Linked DNA regions of Macaca mulatta: region 2 is linked to region 1. The links are chromatin contacts, called in public Hi-C maps. All regions are on one chromosome and are shown on one strand. The core of a region is the stretch at or near the end of the contact, and the rest is flanking DNA. Distances in the headings are between cores, read along the strand shown.

Evidence for each region. Hi-C and Micro-C count contacts between places; a contact is called where the count stands out from the background.
Region 2: a contact with region 1 is called in a Hi-C map of fetal cortical plate, with 2.1 times the contacts expected there. The contact joins the promoter of TSPAN14 here to the enhancer-like site in region 1. A contact is called at or near these places in 2 of 14 Hi-C or Micro-C datasets (fetal cortex germinal zone and fetal cortical plate).

Annotation. Positions count from the first base shown.
Region 1 is chr9:69,356,953-69,363,166 of T2T-MMU8v2.0, reverse strand. It overlaps SH2D4B (SH2 domain containing 4B), which reads left to right. Exons shown (of 6, transcript XM_077946453.1): 6 at 5,028-6,214. The coding sequence ends at 5,116. Among named protein-coding and RNA genes, the nearest start is that of SH2D4B, 75 kb to the left of the region's middle. Within about 2 kb of position 3,881, at least 7 of the 40 cell types and tissues checked have an H3K27ac peak or open chromatin away from gene starts, as enhancers often do. A contact at or near this core is called in fetal cortex germinal zone and fetal cortical plate, where this site is marked.
Region 2 is chr9:69,544,486-69,550,699 of T2T-MMU8v2.0, reverse strand. It overlaps TSPAN14 (tetraspanin 14), which reads left to right and starts at 2,689. Exons shown (of 9, transcript XM_077946483.1): 1 at 2,689-3,692. It also overlaps a transcript of PLAC9 not described here.

The DNA of each region.
Region 1 (6,214 bases), core at 2,632-5,131:
TGGAGAGTTCTGTAGATGTCTGTTAGGTCTGCTTGGTGCAGAGCTGAGTTCAAGTCCTGGATATCCTTGTTAACCTTCTGTCTCGTTGATCTGTCTAATGTTGACAGTGGGGTGTTAAAGTCTCCCATTATTATTGTGTGGGAGCCTAAGTTCTTTGTAGATCTCTAAGGACTTGCCTTATGAATCTGCGTGCTCCCATATTGGGTGCATATATATTTAGGATAGTTAGCTCTTTTTGTGGAATTGATCCCTTTACTATTACGTAATGGCCTTCTTTGTCTCTTTTGATCTTTGTTGGTTTAAAGTCTGTGTTATCAGAGACTAGGACTGCAACCCCTGCTTTTTTTTTTTGCTTTCCATTTGCTTGGTATATCTTCCTCCATCCCTTTATTTTGAGCCCATGTGTGTCTCTGCACGTGAGATGGGTCTCCTGAATACAGCACGCGGATGGGTCTTGACTCTTTATCCAATTTGCCAGTCTGTGTCTTTTAATTGGGGCATTTAGCCCATTTACATTTAAGATTAATACTGTTACGTTTGAATTTGATCCTGTCATTATGATGTTTGCTGGTTATTTTGCTCATTAGTTGATGCAGTTTCTTCCTAGCATCGATGGTCTTTACAATTTGGCATGGTTTTGCAGTGACTGGTACTGGTTGTTCCTTTCCATGTTTAGTGCTTCCTTCAGGAGCTCTTGTAGGGCAGGCCTGGTGGTGACAAAATCTCTCAGCATTTGCTTGTCTGTAAAGGAGTTTTTTTCTTCTTCACTTATGAAGCTTAGTTTGTCTGGATATGAGATTCTGGGTTGAAAATTCTTTTCTTTAAGAATGTTGAATATTGGTCCCCACTCTCTTCTGGCTTGTAGAGTTTCTGCTGAGAGATCCGCTATTAGTCTGATGGGCTTCCCTTTGTGGGTAACCCGACCTTTCTGTCTGGCTGCCCTTAACATTTTTTCTTCATTTCAGCCTCGGTGAATTTGACAATTATGTGTCTTGGTGTTGCTCTTCATGAGGAGTGTCTTTGTGGCATTCTCTGTATTTCCTGAATTTGAATGTTGGCCTGCCTTGCTAGGTTGGGGAAGTTCTCCTGGATGATATCCTGAAGAGTGTTTTCCAACTTGGTTCCATTTTCCCCCTCACTTTCAGGCACCCTAATCAGACGTAGATTTGGTCTTTTTACGTAATCCCATACTTCTTGCAGGTTTTGTTCATTTCCTTTTTCTTCTTTTTTCTTTAGATTTCTCTTCTTGCTTCATTTCATTCATTTGATCCTCAATCACTGATACGCTTTCTTCCACTTGATCAAATTGGCTATTGAAAGCTTGCGCATGTGTCACATAGTTCTCCTGCCATGGGTTTCAGCTCCATCAGGTCATTTAAGGTTTTCTCTACACTATTCTACTTAGCCATTCATCTATAATCTTTTTTCAAGGTTTTTTGCTTCCTTGCGATGGGTTCAAACATCCTCCTTTAGCTTGGAGAAGTTTGTTATTACCGACCTTCTGAAGCCTACTTCTGTCAGATTGTCAAAATCATTCTCTGTCCAGCTTTGTTCTGTTGCTGGTAAGGGGCTGCAATCCTTTGGAGGAGAAGAAGTGCTCTGGTTTTTAGAATTTTCAGCTTTTCTGCTCTGGTTTCTCCCCATCTTTGTGGTTTTATCTACCTTTGGTCTTTGATATTGGTGACCTACAGATGGGGTTTTGGTGTGGATGTCCTTTTTGTTGATGTTGATGCTATTCCTTTCTGTTTGTTAGTTTTTCTTCTGACAGTCGGGTCCCTCAGTTGCAGGTCTGTTGGAGTTTGCTGGAGGTCCACTCCAGACCCTGTTTACCTGAATATCACCAGCGGAGGCTGCAGAACAGCAAATATTGCAGAACAGTAAATATTGCTGTATGATCCTTCCTCTGGAAGCTTTGTCCCAGAGGCGTACCCGCCTGTATGAGGTGTCAGTCAGCCCCTACTGGGAGGTATCTTCCAGTTAGGCTACACGGGGTCAGGCTTCCACTTGAGGAGGCAGTCTGTCCATTCTCAGAGCTCAAGCACCATGCTGGGAGAACCACTGCTCTCTTCAGAGCTGTCAGACAGGGACGTTTAAGTCTCCAGAAGTTTCTGCTGCTTTTTGTTCAGCTATGCCCTGCCCGCAGAGGTGGACTCTACAGAGGCAGCAGGCCTTGCTGAGTTGCAGGGGGCTCTGCCCAGTTCCAGCTTTCCCATCCACTTTGTTTACCTACTCAAGCCTCAGCAGTGGCAGATGCCTGAGGGAGGCATCTTAGCCCCATTCCACAGATTAGGAAACCAGGGCTAAGTTTTCATGGTTAGGACCAAGAGTTAAGCCTCAGACTGTTTGCCTCTAAAGAATGTACTTTTTCCACTAAACCACATTGTGTGCTTTTCCTGTATAATAGGAGCTGCTTTAGCAATGATGAGTTCCTTGTCCCTGGAAGTGTTTCAAGCAAAGGATAAATGCCCCTCACTCAGTTCAGGTTCCAGAGAAAGGCTAAACCAGAGATATCTGAAGATCTTTATTCTCTTCCAGATCAAAACCTTTGAGACTCACAATTTCATTTCTAACACTAAGGAGAGATATCATTTATGCCAATGTGGAGATCTGGTGGCCAACGTCTACAAATTAAAATTTTAATTATACAATTAATTCATGATTACATTCTAAGAAAAATCAAGCACAATACAAAGTGAAAGCCTCATTCGTTTCAAATCTCTGTCTCCATCCTCCACTTTATCAGTTTGCCATGTATCTTATCTAAATATCTCCTGAGCAGCAACATAAAAACTTATGTACATAAGGAAATATATAGTTTTGTTATTTTTCACATAAGTTGTGTAGCCTTTTTTGAGACAAGGTCTTACTCTGTTGCTTAGGCTGGAGTGCAGTGGTGCGATCATAGCTCACTGTAACCCCAAGATCCTGGGCTCAAGTGATCCTCCCGCTCAGCTTCCCTAGTAGCTGCGACTACAGGCATGCACCACCACACCAGCCTGAGTTGCATATTTCCTTACATATAAATGAGTGACTTGATTTTTTAACATGCTTACTAAATAATTGAATGCAGTTTTAAAAAGCATGGTCCCTAAAATGAGGCTGCTGAGTTTTAAATTCTAACTTGTGTGGCCGGGCGCGGTGGCTCACGCCTGTAATCCCAGCACTTTGGGAGGCCGAGGCGGGCGGATCACAAGGTCAGGAGATCGAGACCACGGTGAAACCCCGTCTCTACTAAAAATACAAAAAAATTAGCCGGGCGCGGTTGTGGGCGCCTGTAGTCCCAGCTACTCGGGAAGCTGAGGCAGGAGAATGGCGTGAACCTGGGAGGCGGAGCTTGCAGTGAGCCGAGATCGCGCCACTGCACTCCAGCCTAGGCGACAGAGCCAGACTCCGTCTCAAAAAAAAAAAAAAAAAAAATTCTAACTTGCGTGTTTGACTTTGGACGACTATTTAGCTTTTGCATCTTAGTGAAGTGAGTTTAATAGTAGCACTCAACTCTTCAGGTCACTGTAAAGTTTTAATGAAACATCACTGTGTGAAGTGCTGAAACAATATATCTAACACTTGTAATTTCAGGACATGCTGACTGTCATTCAAATATTTCTATGAGCTTTTCCTATGTTAATCTGTATACCAAACCTTGTAAATGCTGTGTGGTATTCCATGGTATGGATGCATATTACAGTTTAATTACCCATTCTCCTTTTGATGACCACTCTTATCTGGCTTCCGATTTTTCATGATCTTGAACAGTGCTGCAGAGACTTCCCTGTGTGTGTCACTATGGATACATGTGCAGTATTTCTCTAGGATGGGTCTTGGAACTGGAATTGCTGGAGAGAAGAGTATGCACATTTTAATTAGGAAAGATCTGCCAGATTGCCCTCCAAAAATGTGGCGCCAGTTCAGTCTCCTGCCAAAACTATGTGAGGCTGTTTCCCTGCACTGCTGCCAACACTGGGGCCTATCAATCATTTCATTTTTCTCATCAGATGGGCAGACACTGAATCTACTGTGGTTTAGTTTGCATTTGTCTGATTACCACTGATGCTGAGGATCTTTTCACACGTTTCATGACCACTTAGATTTCTTCTGTGAGTCGTCCTTTCATATCCTTTGTCCATTTTTCTATTAGGATGTCTCTTTCTTTTTGATGTGACATTTCTTTCAGCTGCTGAATTGCTCTTTAGTTATGAGCGTTCTGCTATTCAGTTCTTCTGAAATTTTTTCCTTTTAATTTAAATGGTCATGCTTTTGGTTTCCAGGTTCTTTAATTGGTTCTTTTTTTTTTTTTTTTTTATAATGCCCATTCTCGTTTCATGGATGACTTATTTCTTATTCCGCTGAGGAGAGATTAATGTACATCTCTTAAAGCCTTTTCTGTTTGCTTTATAGACTTGATATTTTCCTGGAAATCATTTCTATTGTTGAGTTCAGCATCTTTCTTTTATGCTTATAATTTTGCTTAAATGCCTATAAATTTTAGGCTATGAAGTGATAGTCCAACTTTGAATTTTCTGTCTATCATGAGTGAATATAGTTTTGTTTCCCAAATCCAGTGTCTTCATGCTGTAGGAGTTGGAGCTGACTGTGAGTGGCTCATCTTTTGGGCATGGGACTGTCTGAACTTTTTGGATCTCTTGGGGCTTCCAAGGAACTGTGTGTGTCTCCTCATTCCCCGACCTGCTTGAGGCAAACACCTACTGGAGTCCCTCAACCCTTCCTCAACTTGCTGTAACTGGTGTCCCACATTGACTCCTCTGACAAGCCCCTCCTGCATGTCTTTTGTTTTTCAAGGATTCTTCAATATGTTTCACTTTGTCAATGGCATTTTTTTATTTTCCAGTACTTTTTATGAATTCATTTCTTTTTAAAGGCAGATTTTTTAAATGTCATTTCTAGCAATCTGAATGAGGGGAGACAGATGCATATTGTTAGTTTCTCTGTCTTGAACCACACTCTCTCTCTCATAGATGTGTATTTCCCTGTCTTGATGATAAATGGATTTTCCTTTTTTTCTCTTTTAGGAGGAAATTATCACTGTTTCAGGAGGAGAGTTACTTCAGGAACCCTGTGGACAGAGGGACAGCCCACCAGACTACCATCCATTGTTTGAATAATATTTTTTTTCCTTATCAGTTGGATTCCTTTGGGCATCCTGTTTTTGAACTGAGCTTAAGAACTTCTCAACTCGAATTCTATGGCCTTCTGGAAGATCCACCACTATCCAGAGGAAAAAGTAGATTAATATGTCTCAAGGGATATGACATCTATGGCATAGGGCTACTGGTCTCATCCCAGTGATCAGGACAGAAATTGCTAATAGCTCATGCAACTCTTTCATGAAGAGCTTAGCTATATGACCTTAGAAGACAAAGCCTGTTTGTTATGGCTTCCAGAAACTGAGCTTTTACAGTGTGTGGACCATGTTTTAATAATCCAAAATAATTCCAGTGCCGAACCCTAAATTTAACATATGGTAGACATTCAGTAAATGTTTGTTAATGAATGCACATCTTCTAAAAGTTTTCCAACACAAATTAGCAGTGGTTTCTTGTAAATTATTTCCTGCTCTATAAAATCATGGTGATAATGGAAGATTATGAAGGATTTCTATGGAGAACATAAATGCTGCATCTTTCATAATCTCCATTATTACCCTTATTGATGTTATCATTGGAATTATCTAAGGCGAGCCCCAGTTTCCAGGGCAGCTGATTGACACTGTCCTGACTTCCTTATTTGGCCTCTTCTTTTGTCACTCTCCTCTATCTTTGAATCATATCTTGGCCCTGGTTTTGCAATGGTTTTATGTAATCCTACAGATGTCTTCAAGACCTGGGGTGAGTTATAAATGCAAGAATGGTTTTGAGAAATCTAATGTGGCTCTGCTGTCTGTGATATGGCCCTCTTTATGCAGGTTACTCCAATGATTAGCTCTGTCCTCATTGTCCTTTTAATTCGCTTGTCAACTTAATCTCAGTATGTTCCTTATATTAACAAGAAGACTCACCCAATAACTCCTCAGTAACTCTCAGTGATGGTGTCTATTGGTGCATACTTGTGTTCCACAGTTATAGCCATATACACTGAGGTAGTATATTATGAAGAGAAGATTACAGTCTTTACAGTCAAGAAAACTCGGGTTCAGATCCTCACCCTGGAACTTATTAGCATTATAATGCTTGCAGCATTGTGTTTGGTGAGAGGGAAC
Region 2 (6,214 bases), core at 1,440-3,939, 190 kb before region 1:
TCACCCTGTGTGTCCTTCTCAGATCCCATGACCTTGAGCATCTTTATGCTGATGTATCCCAAAGCCCCTTTCCAGCCCTGGCCTCTCTTCTGAGCTCCTAGTGATGAGATAACTCCACTGGATCTCTAACAGGCATCTTAAGCTCCATGTGGCTTGAACAGAATTCCTGATGTAACTCCGAGTGTGGTTGCTGCTTTTTGATCCAATAAATGAAGCACTGTCCACCCACTTACTCCAGCCAGAAACTTGAGTTATCTTTGGTTTCTCCATTTCCTGCCCCCATGTCCTTCCTATCAATGTGTCCTGTTAAGTCCAAAATAGCATCTCTCAACTACTCATCTTAGCATGACCACCACTTTGGTTCAAACCACCATCATCTTTGGCCTGGATTGTGGCAAGCCTAATTGGCTCCCTGCTTTTATTTTTGCCTGACACCCACACACAGCCTTAAATCAGAACATGTTAGTGTTCTGCATAAAACCCTTCCAAGGCTCAACAAAGTCTCCATTCTTTGACACAGCCCACAGGCCCTGCATGCTCTGGCCCCCGCCCACCTTCCCACTCCATCCTGGGCCTCTTCCCCCTAGGCTTGAAACTTCAGCTACACTGATTTTCTTTCAGCTCCTTGACCCATGCAGAACTTACCCTGAAAAGGCACCTACTGCTCTCAGCGAGGAATGTCTCTGCCCAACTTTTCCCAAGGCTAACTCCTCACTCTTGACTTCAAGTTCAGCATCACCTCCTCACTTTCCCTGACTGCTTCATCTTAGGTAGCTTTTATTCTCTATTCTAGCCCCTTGTTTTTGTCCCAGCCTTTTACTTCAACTTGTAATTATGTATTTGTCTTCTCCATTAAAAATTAACTTTATCGGGCAAAAGGCCTCAGCTGTCTTGTTCACTGAAGTATCCCACCATGCACACAGGGCCTGGCATATATCAGGCACTCAATCAAGCACTCACTATCTGCTGAATGAACGGACAGGTTCCCAGGGAGGTTCCTGAGCTGCCTGGGGTGTCACAGACAGGTTGCATCCCCCTTAATTAAACAAACAAAATTAGCCAGGCACAGTGGCTCATGATTGTAATTCCAGCACTCTGGGAGGCAGAGGTGGAAGGATTGCTTGAGCCCAGGAATTTGAGACCATCACTGGCAACAGAGCAAGATCTCATCTCTTTGATTTAGCTAAAATAAAAATATCAGCTAGACGTGGTGGCCTGCACCTGTGCTCCCAGCTACTTGGGAAGCTGAGGCGGGAGGTCGAGGCTGCAGTGAGCCACCGCCATGCCACTGCACTCCAACCTGGGTGATAAAACGATACCTTTGCTCAAAAAAAAAAAAAAAAAAAAAAAAAACCAAACCCAAACAAACCTGGGAATAGACTGAATAGTCTCCATCTCAAGATTTCCTCCTTCTATTGGAATTAACCAGTTGGTTGCTTGTACTGGCATGGGGCAACCAGTCTTAGCCCAGTTTTAATAGATCCCTGTTTGGTGTTACCCAACAGAGCAGACCACTCGGCCCTCAGCCACAGAATAAGTTTAAGAAATAAAGTGTGGCATGCTTCATTCTACAGGTAGGGAGGCTGAGGCTGGGGAGCCGCCCCTGGCTGTCCCTGGAAATCCCTCTACCCTACAAGAATCGTCCCAGCCATCTCTTTAGCGTAAAGGTGAGGAACAAATCTCAGCCACGATCCAAAGAAAGCTTGGTATTTTTAGCACCAAGGCCAGAAGGAGAGTGTCCTTACTTCTCGGTTTACAAAGAAATAAAAACCGGCCGGGCGTGGTGGCTCAAGCCTGTAATCCCAGCACTTTGGGAGGCCGAGACGGGCGGATCACGAGGTCAGGAGTTCGAGACCATCCTGACTAACACGGTGAAACCCCGTCTCTACTAAAAAATACAAAAAACTAGCCGGGCGAGGTGGCGGGCGCCTGTAGTCCCGGCTACTCGGGAGGCTGAGGCAGGAGAATGGCGTAAAAACCCGGGAGGCAGAGCTTGCAGTGAGCTGAGATCCGGCCACTGCACTCCAGCCTGGGCGACACAGCGAGACTCCGTCTCAAAAAAAAAAAAAAAAAAAAAAAAGAAATAAAAACCATTTCCCCTTCTATCTTTTGAAGACTACCCCCGCCCCCAGGCTCCAAAGCCGGGCAGGAACGCCTCTTATCTCCACCACAGCCATTTTCCTAATCCTTCGCCCGCTCTCCACGGTCATTCCGTGTATCCCTCGAGACGCCGCCTCCCACAGCTCGTGCTTCTCCCAGGTTCGGCTCTGACAAGGCCAGAGCGGCGTCTGCGCAGCGCAACGGCTCAGAGAGCTCCCGGCGGCCACAAGTGCCCGGCCCCGGGCCAGGCCCGGCCTGCGCCGCACATCCACACGGAGGGCGCGGAACCTGGCCGCCTCGAGCCTCCGGCACCGCCCAGAGCGGGACAAAGGGGCGGGCCGGCGAACCGGCCTCGCGGTCCCCGGTGCCGCGCGGGCCGGGAGGCGGAGCGTGGTGGGGGAGGGGCGAGCCGGCGGGGGCGGGGCGGGGCAAAGGCGGGCCCGAGCGCGCGGGGCCGCACCGGGCGGCGCAGGGAAGCGGCGCCCCTTCCTCGGCAGCCGGCAGGCGCCGCGCCTCCGGCCCCGCCCCTCTGCGCCCCGCCCCCGCCGCTCGGACGGCCCGAGTCGCGCCCTCCCACCCCGCGCCGCCGAACTTGCTCTAACTTCCTCGGCCGAGCCGGGCCGCGCCGCCGCTGCCGCCGCCGCGCGCGGGTGAGTAGAGCGCGGAGACTCGGCTGGGGCGTCGGGGCCTGCCCCCTTCTTTGTCTGAGGCCGACTTCCCCGAGCGTCCTCCGGGGGCGAGGGCTGCTCCCCAGGTCCCTGCTTGGCCCCTCAGCCTCCTTCCCCGCCTGCCCGGGAGCGGCCCCACGGGCGGTGCTGGCTTTGTCTGCCAGGATCGCTTGCTAGAGGTTGGAGGCCTCGGCCGGGACCCGGCTGAGCCGAACTCCGGCGCCCGGCGGACGAGAGCCGCGGCGGTCCCGGGGCCGGCACTCCTGGTTCGGTAGCCCTCGCCCCATCCGCGCGCCCCGGCGAGTGCGCGCCCGGGCCGGGCGGGGTGAGGGCGACGGGAAGTCTGGACGGCCGCTGCTGCTCGGAGCTCTGCTTCTTGTCCCCAGCAGCGAGCTCTGGGATGGGTGCCCCTTTCGGCTCAGCCACCCACCTTCGGTCCCCCGGAGCTCGGGTCCGGGGTGGGGGTGGGCGTAGGCCGGGGCGGGCCACCCTTTCCTCCTGCCCCGCCGTGGTCGTGGTCAGTCTGCCACGCCGCCGTGGGTCCCACTCTGCCCGGCTTGGGTTTGGGGCGGCCGGAGTTTGAGTAGGCGGTGACCCAGCTTCTCCCCGTTAGTCGTGTGGGGTTGTGCTTGGGAGCAAAGCCTGACCCCTTGACCTAGCCGGAGTTCTGGTAGAGTGAGGTTTGTGGCTGCGGAGTGTGCTGGTCCCGGGCCGCTGCTGCTTCTCCTCCACCCCCAGGGGTGGGGTGCGGGTGGGTAGGAAGTGCCTGTGTGAGGGTGTGTGGAGAGACTTTGGCCCTCGGACCGCTGGAGCACTTGTGTTGGGGACTTAAAGTTGATCTCCGGCGAGAAGCGGTCTGTGCTAGGGGGAGTCGGGGGAAGTTGTGGGCCCGGGTACTGTCCTGGTGCTGGGCGCGGAGCGGTGGTGAGTGCGGCGGTGTCACACACACTCCTTGGGTGTCCTGGCGCGGCTATCCGCGAGGTCAGGCGGTCTTGAGCGGCAGTGCAGAGCATAGTATTGGAGCCTCTGCAGGTGTGCTCCTGGCAGTGGTCTGCTCTCCAGGGGATCCTCCTCCTTTAAGGGGTTGTTCTTGGGCTAGTGAGAGAGTGGCCTGCCAAATCCTCAAAAGTAGCCTTCCCCTCGCCCCTTGACCTTGAAGTCTGGAAGCAGTTAGTGCCTGCTGAGTGCTCCGGCTACCCTTCTCAATTTGTGAAGGGAAACCTGGGGACAGGCCATCGGAGCAGCCCTATGTCCTTGCCACATTTAAGCCAGCCAAGTGGTTGGTGGGGGCGGCCTTCCTTCCAGGGATCTTCCTGGGCCCTGGCACCCCCAGAATGAAGCCCAGACTCCACCATCATGGCCCTGTATGCCTTTCTATCCCCTTAGCTGCCGGTGTGATCGTAGCCTCAAATTGCTGGGCTCAAGAGAACCTCCCACCTCAGCCTCCCAAAGCACAGGGATTACAGGTGTGAGCCACCACATGCAGTCCGATCCCATCCCACCCCGATCCCTAACGTTAGTGACAGGCCCTGGAAACCCAGGGCCACCAGATGTATTTTCCCCTTGCTTCTCATTGTGTTGCACCCCAACTTCAGTTGGAGATTTTCTGGGTATGTCCATCCCCGCATCTCTGAACTCCACTGCTTGGAACACCTAATGTCATCCTCAGTTTACTTAACAAAGCATGGTTGAGATTTCTGTGGGGTGCGAGGCATTGTTGCAGGCACTATTCCAAGTCTGGAAAGTCCCTCACCAGCTGTAAACTTGGTGTGGTCTTAGAACCCAGGCTGGACGTGGCATCGGTGCTCAGTAGTGTTTATTGATCTGAGCTTGATCTCAGCACAGCAGAATCATTCAGGGAGATGGGGGTCTGAGTCCATGGGTGCTTCTGAAGGTTTGTGGCTGCCCCAGGAAGAAAGGGCATGGAGCTGCAGAATGGTTGGGTGCCCAGGGAAGTGTCCCCCTTCACCAGCTGGGCAGCTGTGCTAGTCTCTGAGGACTGGTGAGGGTCCTTCCCATGTGGAAAGTGGCAGGATGAAGTGGGAGAGGAGATGGCCCTGCCCTGAAGGTTGCGGTGGCAGTGAAGTGACGTTCCCTGGGTTCTGGAACTATTTCCTGAGGCCACACTCTAGGCTACCATGTGCTCAGGAATTTGACCCATTTAACTTCAACTGAGGTAGAATTCGTTTTGGCAGTGCCTGTAAAGTGGCATTGTACCAGGCCTGGGAAAACTTTGCTGGTTTACAATCTAGTGAAGGACAAGATTATAGCAGTTATGTGGAAGGTTTCATAGTGATACTAATAGTGAGTTTATTGAGACTTACACCCTAGAAGCTTGACTTGTAATAACTCATTTAATCCTTGAAAACAACTGTGATGGCCGGGCGCAATGGCTCGTGCCTGTAATCCCAGCACTTTGGGAGGCCTTGGTGGGTGGATCACCTGAGGTCAGGAGTTCGAGACCAGCCTGATCAACATAGTGAAACCCTGTCTCTACGAAAAATACAAAATTAGCTGGGCGTGGTGGCACATGCCTGTAATCCCAGTTACTTGGGAGGCTGAGGCAGCAGAATTGCTTGAATCCGGGAGGTGGAGGTTGCAGTGAGCCAAGATCGCGCCGTTGCACTCCAGTCTGGGCAATAAGAGCAAAACTCCCTCTCAAAAAAAAAAAAAAAAAAAAAAAAAAGAAAGAAAGAAAAAACAAAACAACCGTGATGTCAACAGCTCCATTTTACAGATGAGGAAACTGTGGTCCCGAGAGGTCACAGAGTAACTTGCTTGAGGTCTCAATATGAGCTGGCTTTTCTCATTTCTTTCTTTCTTTTTTTTTTTTTTTTGATATGGAGTCTCACTCTATCGGCCAGGCTGGAGTGCAGTTGTGTGATCTCAGCTCACTGCAACCTCCACCTTCTGGGTTCAAGTGATTCTCCTGCCTCAGCCTCCCAAGTAGCTGGACTACAGGTGTGCGCCACCACACCCAGCTAATTTTTGTATTTTTAGTAGAGAGGGGGTTTCACCATGTTGGCCAGGCTGATCTCAAACTCCTGACCTCAAGTAATCTGCCTGCCTCGGCCTCCCAAAGTGCTGGGATTACAGGTGTGAGCCACCATGCCTGGCCAGGTTTTCTCATTTCTAATTTAGACAATACGTTCCTCTCAGAGGTGATTAAAATAGATTCATATACTGAACAATCCTGGCCCACAGTGGAACTAATGAGTGTTTTCAGTGAAGGTGCCCTTGTGTCCCTGCCTCTGAACACATCTCATCTGTCCAGCACAGCCTGGGCACATAGCAGGTACCCCAGAACCCCTGCTGGTTGGCGATGTAGCTTCTGTCTCCCTCAGGCCAGGGAATGGGAAGACCAACACTGCCACATGCAGAAGATTGGTGAGTCACTGCCTGAGTCTGTCTGGATAGATCACGGTTTGCTGTGGTAACAGCAATCC